Regions from separate parts of the Mus musculus genome. Here region 1 is linked to region 2. A link is a contact called in public HiChIP or PLAC-seq data. All regions are on one chromosome and are shown on one strand. The core of a region is the stretch at or near the end of the contact, and the rest is flanking DNA. Distances in the headings are between cores, read along the strand shown.

Region 1 (7,225 bases), core at 3,989-6,488, 680 kb before region 2:
TTTCTCTGCTGTGACCCAGAAGTCGGGGCTTGGAGAAGAAACTGACTCACCACAACTTCAGAATAGCTTGGTATGTCTTCAGACCCCTCAGGCCAAGGGTTCAGTCCAAGGTGTCAGAAGACAGTCTCTGGAGAGAGCTTCCAGTCAGTTATCCCGGGAGCTGAGGGGGGCTCACTGCATGCTAACCTCCCCAGTTCTGATTACCTCTCTCCAAGTAAGATTCTTCATCCACTGCCAGTGGACGCCCTTCCTCATAGGCTACTACTAGGTCCCCCAAGCAGCCTCCTGAAACCGGTGACAACCAGGCTTAGCTTGGTTTCTCATGCTGTGATGAACACCATGGACAAAGTAACTGTGGGAAGAAAAGGGTTTACTTCATTTTATAGACTACAGTCCATCCTCGGGGGACCCCAAGGCAGAAGCTTGAGACGGAAACCATGAAAGAATGTTGCTTTGTAACTTGCTCCCAAGTTCAAGTTCATCTCTCTTTTCCATGCAGTTCAAGGCCACCCTCCAATGGACGGTGCTGCCCATGGTGGGCTGGAGCTTTCTATATTAATTAACAATCAAGAAAAGACTCCTCCATACAATGCTGACAGGCCAATCTGATGGTTGTAATTCCTCAACTGAGGCTCATTCTTCCCAGGTCTGTCAAGTACTGTGTTCCCCAAATAGTGGCCTTGAAACCAACCTCATGAGTATGACTACAGGAAACTACTTTCATGGCAAGCACGTGCCGACGGCAGGTCAGGATGTGAAGCAAGATGGTCCTGGGGACAATGGCAGGGTCCACGGTAAAGCTGAGCCACCCAATCGGAAGGCCTTCTCTGCCTGTATGTCTGTAAGCTAGCACAGACTTTTGGCCATTGATCAGGGGCTAAAGAGGAGGCCTGTGGCTGATGAGAAGGCCATGATGCCCTGCAAAACCAGCCTGCTTCTGGAACACTGTCAGCAGCCATGAAAACAAACGCTGTCTCCAGGATGTGGCCCCACTCAGGAATGTGCAATAATAGGAAATGTCTGCAGTTTGCCAGGGTGGGAGCCAGACAATACCACACAAAGGAAGAAGAGAGAAAAGATCTTGAGGCCACTCCACCATGCACCAACTCCAGTCCACCCTCCCATTGGGTTAGGAAGGTGGGCTGACCCTGGCCTAAATCAAAAATATGCATGTTGTCCTTTAATAGGACGAGGGGGAAAAAATCAACCTTATTTTTAGAAATGAATAGTCTTTTGTGTCTGTGGCCTTGGATCATGTGTTAGCCAGGAGACTTTATGGAATATTTAAAAAAAAAAAAAAAGCCCTCACGCTCAGATCTGCACCCAGGAGCTTCATGCTACGTTCTGGCATTTCTGGAAGCGCCATCTTCCCACATGTAAAATGGGGTAATAATATCTACCCGTCCCAGGGCAGGACAGGAGGAAGAATCAAAGCAGGACTAAGGTGCCTGCTCCAGCAAGGTGCCAAGCTGGGATGACTCACATTATCTCTGGGAACAGCCCAGGGCTGCCAGTTACTCAGGCAGAGAACCGTGTAGTGGTTTCCGGAAACATGCCCAGCTCACGAGCACCTGCTTCACTGCCCCAAGCCTGGGTGGCAGAGACACACGACTGCTCATAAAACACCTGCTGGAAGCGACGACATGTGTGTGAGCAGAGCCTGCAAGGCAGGAAGGTGCGGGCCCTGCCCTGACTCTTTCTTTCCAGGCCCAAAGTAGGAGATGAGTCACTGTGCCCAGAATGACCTCCCCGACACCTGACGTGGTGTCAAAAGGGGACACACCTTTCAGGCTGTGGCTCCATGCTGCCAGGCCATTGAGTCGGCTGCGGGGGGGGGGGGGGGGCCAGCCACCGGGATGAACTCAGCCTTCTGCACGAATGGGACCAGGGCAGAGATAGACCACATAATTTACACTTCCCGGGTCCTAGCAACCTTTACCCATGTGCCCTTCAGAGAAGCCCTTAGGACTGAGGTCCTTCAAGAACAGCAGCAGTAAATATTGGAATTTGCAACAGGACACACACACAAATACACACACACATCAAAAAAAAAAAAAAAAAAAAAAAAAAAAAAAAAAAAAAAAAAAAGACCCGTGAGAAGGGTGCCCCTTTAGCATGGACTTACAAAATTATAAAGCAGGGTTGCCAGTGGGGTCTTTAGAGCAGGGTGGTTAAATATTACTCCAGCAGCACTAAACTTCAATGTGAAGAGCCCTTGGCAGCTCGGCTATGCTGCCATCACAAGGGGCTGGAATAACATACAGAGAGTGAGTCATAGGCCCGTTTCTTTCTTGGCTTAAAAATCTTGGGCCCCCTTCCCCTCTCTCTAACCAACCTCTCTTCTCGCCACCTCCCATGCTCTGATAGGGAAGCCCAATGGGCTTCTGCTCACCCATCTTGGACAATGTGTACCTCACTAGCCCGTAATATCGTAACCCCTTCCCCCACTCCTTTAAGCAGCGTTTAGTGAGATTCATCAGATAAATGCTTCCTTGTGACAGTGCTTACAGAGCAAGACGACAGACGGGTGCCTTTTAGCCTTCACGACTTCCTGCGGGCCACGCAGATGACACTAAGGTCATCGCACCTGCTATGCAATTTTCTGAGCCTGGGAAAAAGTGAAGCCTCCTAAGCTCGTGGACCTACGAGACAGGGCCAGCGAGGGGAGGTCACATGCCCTCGTGGCATGCCCATCATATCTAAATAGCGTCTGAGTGTTTGCTGTGATGATGCCCAAACATGCTCACAGTACCCCAGGGTTGTCAACACCACATGGCCAGATGAAGATGGTAAGCTCCCTTGTAAACCATCGTGAGACATGAGCGTTCAGTCTGGGGCCCTCCTGTCTGCTGACTCCAGGAAGACTGTAAGCCCTGGAATGTGTGAGTGGACTTTGCACCATCAAGAAGACCCTGGCCTATCTTCCTTCCCCGGCCATCTTATCGGCTGATTTTGGTTGGGGGTTGTCCTGTACCTAAGGCATGAAGATGGTGGCTGCAAAGAAGATGAAAAAGTCTCTGGAGTTGATCAACTCTAGGTTCCAGCTTGTTATGAAAAGTGGAACGTATGTGCTGGGATACAAACAGACTCTGAAGATGATCAGACAAGGCAACGCAAAGTTGGCTGTCCTCACTAACAGCTGCCCAGCTTTGAGGAAATCTGAACTAGAATACTATGTCTAAAACTGCTAGAATATTGGCTAAAACTGGTGTCCATCAGTACAGTGGCACTAATATTGAACTGGGTACAGCGTGTGGAAAATACTACAGCGTATGCACACTGGCTATCATTGACCCAGGTGATTCTGATATTATTAGAAGCACGCCAGAACAGACTGGTGAGAAGTAAACAAGAAAGTTTTCCTTTAATAAAACTTTGCCAGAGAGCCTTAAAAAAAGAAGAAGAAGAAGAAGAAGAAGAAGAAGAAGAAGAAGAAGAAGAAGAAGAAGAAGAAGAAGAAGAAGAAGAAGAAGAAGAAGAAGAAGAAGAAGAAGAAAAGCCGCCCCTGGCTGGCTTCTGGGGGGGGGACGACAACCTCTGTTACTCACAAAATATTTTCAGCTCTTCCTTTCTTCCTTCTTTCCTTCCTTTCATTCATTTTAATTAATTAATTAGCTAATTAACTAATTCAGAAGTTGAGCACACAGACTGCCCTTCCAGAGGGCCAGAGCTCTGTTCTCAGCACCCACATCTATTGGCTCACAGCAGCTTCTAACTCCAGTTCCATGGTGCTGGGTATGCTCTTCCGGCCTCCAAGGACACCCAGACTCATGCACACATATAACATATAGGCACACATAGACGACACATTATTTAAAGTGTATATTTTGTTAATTTTAAAACTCCACTCATTCATTTGCTCGTTATCTGTGCCAGGGATTGAACTTGGGACCGTGAGCACACTGAGTACACACTCTCCCGATAAACGCTGCTGCCCTATTGTGCTCTTCACTAGACCTTGCCTGTGGGATGCCATAGAATCGCCAAGACCAATTGTCCCCTTCCTGCGAGAGAGAGCCCATGTGGAACCCACGTGGGAGGCGACACTCCCCCAGAGTGGACCGAAGGGCTCTAAGGTCAATGCATGGTCACTACTGGGGAGAACTGGCTTAGGGAACTCAGGTCTCTGCCTGGGCCTTGGGAGGCCCTCATTCCTACCAGGCTACTTACCACCCAGCAGAAGGGAGAGGTTGCCATGACCCCCCAGGATGAAAGATTTCAACATACAGATGCCAGTGTTCATTTGCCTCCGTGACTACTTTATAGCAACAGGGAACAAAACTCTTGCGTTGTTAAGGGTAGCCCCAAGTTTGCTTCTGAGGTCTTGTTCTGCTCTCTGACAGGAGGTATCCAGCAGGCTTTTGAGTCTTGTTGGAATCCTGGGTGATCTGGAAAGGCAGGCAGCAAGACAGCCATTATGATTTCTGACTGCCCCTATCCACAGACAGAGGAATGGCTGTAGCCCCACTGGCCATCGCGCATCAGGAATCTCACACCCACCACCTGGAGAGAGCCTGAGATAAAACACCAGGGGATGTTTCTTACAGAAGAAGAGATAGCTTTGTGGCCTGGGACTGCTGACAATAGCTCACGGGGCACAGGGGGAAGGGGAAATTCTCCCATTACGAAACCTAGGCTGGCCAGGTCCCACTTCTTTCTCAGTTCCTCATCTTGGAAGAGTCTGGTTAGCAGGGACCCTTTCCAGAACCCCAGGGACTCACGATATATGTGCCAAGTGAAAAAAAAGAAAAAAAAGAAAAAAGAAAAGAGTAATCCTGGAAGGATCCTTCTCTGTGAAGGAGAGCTGTCTCTTCAGGAAAAGCCTGGGTCTTGGGGGGTGGAGAGGAGGGGCTCAGAAAGCCAGGCTAGAGTCCAATGCTGGGTATGACCCACACCTTCTTCCAGCCTCAGGATATCTCTGTGCGCTCCTAGGGAGACCTAACCTAATGGGACACTGCACCACACTCCAGAGCAGAGAAACAAAAGAATCTGGGCTGAGTGGGCCAATGGAAGCCTGCTGAGCCCTACCCTGCTCCAGGATGCCTGGGTCTCTGAATAGTAAACTTAAGTTTTGCTGTCAGTCCGTGTTATCACAATGGCTGGTGGCACTGTCAGGTCTGGGGTCTGGTTGTGTGACCCCAGGTTCTGCTGATCCGGTTGTTTGATTCCTAGTGAGGCAGATTATCTCCTGGGGGCTGCCGAGCGGGGCGGGGCGGGGGCAGGAGCAGCGGGGAAGGCCCCGCCCTCGGGGTGTGTCCAACTTGGGCGCCTCCTAAAGGACCGGGCGGGGCGTCCCGAGCGCGTGGGCCTGCGGGTCGGGTCAAGAGGTCGAAGGTGCTGCGCGTGATCCAGGATCCGAATTGGCCCGGAGCAGGAGCATGGCGTCGTCGGGGTCGGTGCAGCAGCTGCCCCTGGTGCTGCTGATGTTGCTGTTGGCGAGTGCGGCACGGGCCAGACTCTACTTCCGCTCGGGCCAGACTTGCTACCATCCCATTCGCGGGGACCAGCTGGCTCTGCTGGGGCGCAGGTGGGCGCGGGGCTGTGCCTAGGGAGGAAAAGGGTCAACTTCTAGGCCAGGCGCGCACCCCCTGACACTTGGGACCTTGCCCCATCCTCCCTCATTAGGCCTGGGAAGCACAAATCCCATCCCTTCCTTTTGGGATGATTTTCACATCCGGGGAGCTCTGGGGTTTGCTGGTTTGGGCAGTTCTCGCCTCTACTGCCTTTGTTAGTGAGCATTAGCGTATTTCGGAGATGCTCTGTCACATTCAGCTTCCAATAGTCCTGGGTTCTGCTGGTGGCTCTTCTGGGTCAAGTTCTGAACCGACCACAGTTTGGGAAGAAGGCCAACAGGAGAAATGACTGGATTTGTGGCCCTGGTGGGGGTAGGGAGAGGGGAGGCCCTATGCGTTCCAGAGTTGGTTTCCATTGCCATGATGTCCTCCCAGGACTTATCCTCGGCCGCATGAGTACCTGTCCCCAGCGGATCTCCCCAAGAATTGGGACTGGAGAAATGTGAACGGTGTCAACTATGCCAGCGTCACCAGGAACCAGCACATCCCACAGTACTGTGGTTCCTGCTGGGCCCACGGCAGCACCAGTGCCATGGCAGGTAGGTGGCCTGGCGCTCCATGCTAAGCCTAGGGCAGGGCCAGTATCTTGGCCAGGTGGGTGGCTGCACTTCACCATCCAATCTACCTTTAGGTGAGCCATGATAGCCATAGCCCGGGGCTACAGGGGCCCATGGCCCTGTACCATGATTCAGACTTGGATTTCCCCTCAGCCAGAGTGAGGTGGCTGTGTCATTCTGGAGTTCTCTCCTGTGGGCCTACTAGGGCCTCTGTGGGACAGGCTTGGGCTGGAATCTGGTGACAAGTGGCTCCCAGGAACCTTCCCTTCCTCAGAACTTGTGACTTCAGCCATTGAGAACCATGGGACCGGTGTTGCAAAATCACTGAGTTCACAGTTGGTTTGTGGGGCGTGGAAGTGAAACTGCTTCTCAGTAGCAGCTGGCATTTGAGGTGAACATGTTCCCCAGTACGAAATGGCCCCCCCAGCTCTCTTCTTCGAACCTTAGCCTGGCCGCCCAAGAGTCAAGTAGAAGTTCATTCAGTAGGAAGAGAGAGGCCCCAGAGGGCTGCTGTGCCCTTCCTTGGTAGAGGAAGCAGGAGCCAGGGAGTGCCAATCTACCTGTAGCATGGAGATTCAGCTTTGCCATCCCCAGAGGTGGTTCCTGGAAACCAATGGGGAAGGGAGTCTCCTGCCTGGGAGTGGGACTCAGCCAGTGTCCTCTCTTGATTGGGTATCTTTTTGGCCAAGTCTGTTGTAGGTGGAGCCTAGGTTGAGGATTAAGAAAATGAAATTTCATTACTGAAATGGCAGTGCTCTTGCCCGTAGGGCTTATGTAGGTCTTGCCTGCCAGTTGGCTCTCAGTGCCCAGCCTAGGAAGCCTCTTTCAGGTCGGGAGACTGCGTTGTGAGATGGATGGCAGCTTCAGTTCAGCCCATCAGCCTGGACTCTCTTTTGAGGATGAGGGGTTCCTGTCTGAGGGCAGTCTGTACCCCAGCAGTAGCCAGGGGCAGATGTAGCTGTGGCCCCTCATAGAGCCACCTCTGAGGGCTGGGGCATACTGCTGACTTTTCAGAAAGAGGAAGAAAGAAAGAAGGTGGGCTGACAAGAGGTACTTACCAAGCAGGCAGGGGGTAAGGAGTGGGCAGCCATAGCA
Region 2 (7,318 bases), core at 1,942-4,441:
GGTCTCCAGACACATGCACCAAGTAACTCAGGGTTACTTCCTGAAAAGTGAGTGCCTCAGGCTGGCTTCCTCTGAGGTACTCAAAGTATGAAATACCCACTGAATAAAGGCTTAGCTTAAACACAAATGGCGGCTGGGCTGAGAGGATGGGGCTTGAGTCCAAAATCAAGCCTACAGCACCCAGTGCAGCTCCAAGAAAGCACTGAGCTGTCCACATGTGATAGATGTCCATGACAGGGGACAATCTGACCATAAGACAATTCCCACATTTGCTAATGGACAATCTTATCCATAAGAAGGCCCAGACAAACTGCAACCTCACTGTGCCAAACACGAGCACTCCCAACATGGCTACTCAGCTTGGCTCTGTCACACAGTGGTCACCATTCATACTCATGCAACTTCAGAGTGCAAGCCTGGTGCCATGTCCATACAGGAACCCAAGGTAGGTGGCAACTCAGTGATAGTACCTGCTATTCCATCAACCCCTCCTCTACTGCCCTGGGATGCACTTCGCTGCCTGCAGGGATGCATGCATGCACTGCAGTACATGTGGCAAGATGGCTAGCATTTGACAATCATTTACCTAGAAGCTCTTCTCATATCAGGGACAGCACCATGGACATCTAAACACCTGAAGAGGTCTCCTCCTGCTACCTATCTTTCAAGAAGCCCTGACCCTGGTCCTCTTGGAACCAGGCTGAAGACAGGAGAGAGGACTTCCTGAAGGATCTGGAATGCAGCTACATCCAGAACTGACTCCACTGAAAACCAACCCCTCCCCCCACTGGGAAAGCATGGGAGACAGCTAGCCTTGGCCCAAAGGGTTTACAGCCACAGGGAAGGGGAGCTGGATGCTGGAGGCAACAAGTTCTTGGCCTCCAGAGAGAAATGAGACACTAGGTGTTAAGACAGTCCAGGGGTGTGTGGGATAGCAGCTCTCTGGAATTCTACCCTATCCCACCTGCACTGCATGCAGGCTGACTCATGGGAAGATAGGAAGGCTGATACCCCTTTACTTAAGGTGGGGATCACTTCAGTAAGCACAGGCTATAAAAAGGAGAGCTAAAAACAGCTCTGCTTTTCTAGGGCCAAAGACAGTGGTAAGCCCTACAAGCCTGCACGGGTACAACTCACAGGCATGAATTTCATAAACCAGCAAACCCTGCTCTGCAAATGTGGGTATTCAGGGAGTTCTAGGGGCAGGGGCGGGGCGGTGGGGGAGTCACTCATGAAAGGGCCCGTCTCCAGCATCAATAGGCCTATGGAAAAAAGGCCGGGCACAGTGTGTCATGCCTATTATCCTGAATTTGGGAAGGTGAAGGCAGGAAGATCAGAAGTTGAATGTCATCTTTTGGTACATGACAAGTTCTAAGCCAATCTACAATACAAAAATAAGCCCTGTCTACAAAAAACAAACAAACAAATAGGAAAATATACAGACTGATCATTGAGCCTCAAGTGCGGACATACTATTAGTTCAGGTATATAACATACCCACCACAGCATACAGACATCCCACCATGGAGAAGACAGAACACTTACTATGCCCACCACAGTTTCCAGTGTCTCTCCTTCGGCTCCCCATTAAGCTGGGGTGGGGAGCCCAGTTGTAGGCTTCACCAACGTCTTCTGGGATTCTATAAACATAAGCTAGATTCCACTGACTGAGCACGCTGTGGCAAGTTACCCAGGTCTGCCTATTATGTGGCAATATAAATGGTATTTCAATTTACATGAATCACATAAAAGATGGCCTAAATTATTAAAAGACAAGCAATATTGGTAGCAGTGAGTGGCATTTGTCCCCGAGCACCCCGCCTTGGGTCTGGTGCTCATCTGTAGACCTCTGGAGGGAGCTGTGCTGGAAATATATGCAGTGCAGACATGACTGGGAGAGCAGCAAAGTCTCATGGGTAAAAATCAAGGCATTTTGCAAAAGCAGGCCAATCCTCTTCGCCCCACTCTGGGCAATTTACTTCAAGAATTTTATTGAAAATAGATTCGATTTGAGTAATTACAGGAGATAAACCGTGTTAGTGCTTGCCTTTCCCCTGCACTAATGAATTAGAACACACAAAAACCTCAATAAAAATGATGGGAAGGCTTATGAGCATCATTCAGATTTTTCCTAGTCACTTTCATTTCATAAAACTGCCATTTCCATTAAAGCGTTATGTAAAAAATGGGATTTTATTCCACAAACATGCATATTTATCACCAATGAACTTAAACATTGCTTATAAAATACAGTCAATTTTACAAATGAAATCTTCAAAAGTTAAGTTTTTTTTTTCTTTTAAGAGATTGAAAAAAATGATTTGTGTCTCCAGAGTGGGAGCACATCTCATCCTTTAATTACTTTCTTCCATGTCCTCTATCCCTTGGTCCAGATATCTGTGTGAAATTAGAAACTCCACATCTCCCAGCAAGAATGAGCACAGAGCAGCAACCCCAACCTGGAGTAGATTCCCGATGTGTGTGAACATTCTCTTCTCCTATGGAACAGGCTGGATGGATTCCTCCTTCCCCTTGTTACAGCTGTGTGCACCTGCAAGCACTTACTAAGGACGATAGGATGCTCATAACCCAGCACTGACTACTAGAACATGAACCCCACTTGTTCTCGGGGGATCAGATCCAGGAAAGCAGGCCATAAACCACCCGCAGCCTCCCAGGCCCTGCCGCTTGCCTGTCTTCTTTAAATTACTTAAGAAAGGACTGAATTCCACCTGACGAAGAAAGCAAAGATCACAGACACAAAGAAACACGTGTATTTATAAAAGGCGACGGGGAGGACGGGTCTTGAGTTGCAGGTCACAGGACAAAAGCTCAGACTTAAAGCACTATCTTAAAGTTCAAGGGAGGAGGCTCCAGGTGCTGAAGTTCTCTCCAGAGACAATGAGATTCAAGCCAGGAACCAGTACCCGCATGTGTAATCCCAGAGGCTGAAGTAGAAGGACTGTGAGTTCAAGGTCAGCCTGAGCCACACAATGCACACCAGGAAATTCCAGGCTACAGAGTAAGATCCTGTCTCAAACAGAACAAAACAAAATAAGAAGACTAAATAAATTTACCAATCAAGAAATATCCAGGTAATACCTGAGTGTTTCCCCAGCTTCCCACGGACTGAACACTTTTGGTGACTGTTGCCCAGAGAGCATCATTAACATGGAACTCCTCCTGCTGGGGACTCCAAACACCAACTTCCCAAGACAGCGATGTTCACATTCAGCAACTACACAGGCCACAGTGAGAAGTCCAGGGGCTTGGGGCTCAGCCTGGGCCTTTCTCATCTGCAGAATTAAGTCTGTTTTAAGACTCTGCCTAATAAGTGGTAAGACTACATGATGGAAGAGGAAAAGAGAGCATTTTTCATTTTTAACACAGCAATTCAATCCTATTAGAAAGTAAAGATTGCCTTGTCTGGGCATGATGGCTACCTCTTCTTTCCCAGCTCTCAGGAGGTAGAGGCAAGTAGATCTCTGTGAGTGAGTTCAAGTCCAGTCTGGTCTACACAGCAAGTTCCAGCCACCCAAGGCTACATAGTGACACCCTGTTTCACAATGAATAAATCAATCAATCCTAAGTAAGACTCCCTGAAGGTAACATGGAAGGGAATCTAAATGATTTAGGTGACTTCTTAGGGAAACTAGCAAGGTGGAATTCAAGGAAGAATCAGTAATGAGCTGGACTTCATCAGAACTCAAAGCCTATGGGCTGGGCAGGGCTCTGAAGAAGGGGTGCCTAACACTCAAGAAACCCCAGAAACCCATCCCCAGCACTGAAAAAAATCAAATAAATAAAAATAGAAACATCTGCCCTGCTGAGGAATATTGCCCACAGGACGGAGGGACAAGAGCCACAGACCAGAAGGGCTGGTGTGAAAGATACACCCAATAACGGGTCATCTGCTGAACATATGGAGAACTCCTGAACAACAGCAAGGAAAATGCCACCTGGTTTAAAAACAGACAAAAGAGCTTCAGGCATCGCACTAAACAAGGTGAAATCACAACAAAGTGTCACCACTTCTTCTTTGTGTGGCTAAAGTCCAACGCTGAGCACCAAATGTGGGGCACACACAAGGCCACCAGACTTACATTGGTGCTGTGGAACATGGTCTATGCAGCCACTTTGAGGGACAGTCAAGTATTTTTTCCTTTTCTTTTTGTGATTCTATTCAAACTTGAACTGAGGGGCTCGCACACGCTAGACCAGCCTCTAACTCTGCGCTGTACCCTCAGCCCAGCTGGGTGCATTCTTTCTGGCATTCTCTCTTCATTCCCACACTGTAAATGAAGGGTTAACAGCCTCACCAGAACGATGTCCACCACAGAGGCAAAACAAAGTCCTTCAGAAGGAGAATACAATAAACTATGGAACATCTAGATGTAGATAATAGTAGTAGTAATATTAATATTAATAATAATAATATTAATAATAATAGAAGAAGGAGGAGGAGGAGGAGGAGGAGGAGGAGGAGAAGGAGAAGGAGAAGGAGAAGGAGAAGGAGAAGGAGAAGGAGAAGGAGAAGGAGAAGGAGAAGAAGAAGAAGAAGAAGAAGAAGAAGAAGAAGAAGAAGAAGAAGAAGAAGAAGCAGCAGCAGCAGAAGCAGCAGCAGCAGCAGCAGCAGCAGCAGCAGCAGCAGCATCCACAGAAAGGCATGGCAGGAACTCAAACTCATATTTTAAGTGACAGTCACCATGCCACCATGCAGTGTTCTGGAAAGGGCACAACTACAGAGAGGGCAAAAGGTCCTGGGCTGACAGTGAGCACCTGCCAGCCATCGGCAGACCCCAGGGTAGACAATGAGCTTCAGTGGGCAGCTGCTTTGTTGGGGGCTTCTTTTTCTGCACAATCTCCACAAGCCACCACCGTCTATAGAAAAGCTGTATTTTATAAGAGGAGCACGGGGCATGCTGGATCCACGTGTCCAGTGGATTCTGTTTCAAATGCACACAGGCGCAGGTGCACAGGGAAGAGTGGCTGACCCTCTGTTTGGTCTCTCTTCCTCTTCTAGAGCTCATGAAATCCTAGCTTATAAATATGCATCCTTCCTGTGTAATTTATCTCCTGGTGTGTTTTTGAGCCTTTGAAATTCACACCGCATGTACTACCACACAAGTTACACACCACCCTGACATGCAATAATCCGGGTCTCAGCCTTCCACACAGGGGCTTAAGTTATTAGCTTGGCTGCAGCTCCATACTGCACAAAAGGCTGCATCAGTTTCCTCTCCCATAAACCCTTCCCTCTCCATGACCCTACAAACAATAAGCGGCCACATTCACTTCAACCCTGCAGAGAGCCTTTGGGCAAAAGCAAAGACCTTTGATGGAGATTGCCAGGACAATAAATACAGTCCTTGAGGTCTGAATACAATAGCTTTTATACATAGGAAAATATATTAGAATTAGGAGACGCGGGCCTTCTAAAGTCCAATCTGCTGTTTATGTTTATCCCACCAGTCTGTTTTTACTGAATATCAAGCCCTGCTGCTTCTCCTACCTGACTGCAAGGCCTATATTTGTTTTACTACAATGGAAACAACAAATCACATGATTCTGCCTCTTGCTCACACTGGTGGTTTGCACTTAGAAAAGTTCCAGGAGCAGTAGAGCAGCTTAGCAAGGTTGGAAGAGGAGGGCCAGGCAGAGGACCCCAAGGCTGGAAGAGGGCCAGGCAGAGGACCCAAGGCTGAAAGAGAAGGGCCAGGCAGAGGACTCCAAAGCTGGAAGAGGGCCAGGCAGAGGACCCCAAGGCTGGAAGAGGGCCAGGTAGAGGACCCAAAGGCTGGAAGAGGAGGGCCAGGCAGAGGACCCCAAGGCTGGAAGAGGAGGGCCAGGCAGAGGACCCCAAGACTAGAAGAGAAGGGCCAGGCAAGGACTCCAAGACTAGAAGAGGAGGACCAGGCAGAGGACCCCAAGGCTGGAAGAGGAGGGCCAGGTAGAGGACCCCAAGGCTGGAAGAGGAGGGCCAGGCAGAGGACCCCAAGGCTGGAAGAGGAGGGCCAGGCAGAGGACCCCAAGGCTGGAAGAGGAGGGCCAGGCAGAGGACCCCAAGGCTGGAAGAGGAGGGCCAGGCAAGGGCCCAAGACTGGAAGAGGAGGGCCAGGCAGAGGACCCCAAGGCTGGAAGAGGAGGGCCAGGCAGAGGACCCCAAGACTGGAAGAGGAGGGCCAGGCAGAGGATCCCAAGGCTGGAAGAGGAGGGCCACACAGAGAACCCCAAGGCTGGAAGAGGAGGGCCAGGCAGAGGACCCCAAGACTGGAAGAGGAGGGCCAGGCAGAGGATCCCAAGGCTGGAAGAGGAGGGCCAGGCAGAGGACCCCAAGGCTGGAAGAGGAGGGCCAGGCTGGAAGAGGAGGGCCACACAGAGAACCCCAAGGCTGGAAGAGGAGGGCCAGGCAGAGGACCCCAAGACTGGAAGAGGAGGGCCAGGCAGAGGATCCCAAGGCTGGAAGAGGAGGGCCAGGCAGAGGACCCCAAGGCTGGAAGAGGAGGGCCAGGCAAGGACCCCAAGACTGGAAGAGGAGGGCCAGGCAAGGACTCCAAAACTAGAAGAGGAGGGCCACGCAGAGAACCCCAAGGCTGGAAGAGGGCCAGGCAGAGGACCCCAAGACTGGAAGAGGAGGGCCACGCAGAGAACCCCAAGGCTGGAAGAGGAGGGCCAGGCAGAGGACCCCAAGACTGGAAGAGGAGGGCCAGGCAGAGGATCCCAAGGCTGGAAGAGGAGGGCCAGGCAGAGGACCCCAAGACTGGAAGAGGAGGGCCAGGCAAGGACTCCAAAACTAGAAGAGGAGGGTCACGCAGAGAACCCCAAGGCTGGAAAAGGGCCAGGCAGAGGACCCCAAGACTGGAAGAGGAGGGCTAGGCAGAGGACCCCAAGGCTGGAAGAGGAGGGCCAGGTAAGGATCCCAAGGCTGGAAGAGGAGGGCCAGGCAAGGACCCCAAGGCTGGAAGAGGAGGGCCAGGCAGAGGACCCCAAGACTGGAAGAGGGCCAGGCAGAGGACCCCAAGGCTGGAAGAGGAGGGCCAGGCAAGGACTCCAAAACTAGAAGAGGAGGGCCAGGCAGAGGACCCCAAGACTGGAAGAGGAGGGCCAGGCAGAGGATCCCAAGGCTGGAAGAGGAGGGCCAGGCAGAGGACTCCAAGACTAGAAGAGGAGGGCCAGGCAGAGGACCCCAAGGCTGGAAGAGGAGGGCCAGGCAGAGGACCCCAAGGCTGGAAGAGGAGGGCCAGGCAGAGGACCCCAAGGCTGGAAGAGGAGGGCCAGGCAGAGGACCCTAAGGCTGGAAGAGGAGGGCCAGGCAGAG

What was found. HiChIP or PLAC-seq counts read pairs in DNA pulled down with a chosen protein or histone mark.
Region 1: an H3K27ac HiChIP or PLAC-seq map of embryonic stem cells shows a contact between it and region 2, with 4 times the contacts expected there. The contact joins the promoter of Ctsz here to the enhancer-like site in region 2. A contact is called at or near these places in 1 of 39 promoter capture datasets (liver), 1 of 484 Hi-C or Micro-C datasets (the G1E-ER4 cell line), 2 of 115 datasets of contacts at active chromatin or transcription factors (embryonic stem cells and pancreatic cancer cells) and 1 of 9 other capture datasets (adipose tissue).

Annotation. Positions count from the first base shown.
Region 1 is chr2:174,437,052-174,444,276 of GRCm38.p6, reverse strand. Ctsz (cathepsin Z) reads left to right here and starts at 5,238. Exons shown (of 6, transcript NM_022325.5): 1 at 5,238-5,527; 2 at 5,949-6,112. The coding sequence starts at 5,379. It also overlaps the pseudogene Rpl30-ps5.
Region 2 is chr2:173,753,509-173,760,826 of GRCm38.p6, reverse strand. The region is part of intron 1 of Vapb (vesicle-associated membrane protein, associated protein B and C); the gene reads right to left. Among named protein-coding and RNA genes, the nearest start is that of Vapb, 20 kb to the right of the region's middle. Within about 2 kb of position 3,191, at least 5 of the 459 cell types and tissues checked have an H3K27ac peak or open chromatin away from gene starts, as enhancers often do. A contact at or near this core is called in embryonic stem cells, where this site is marked.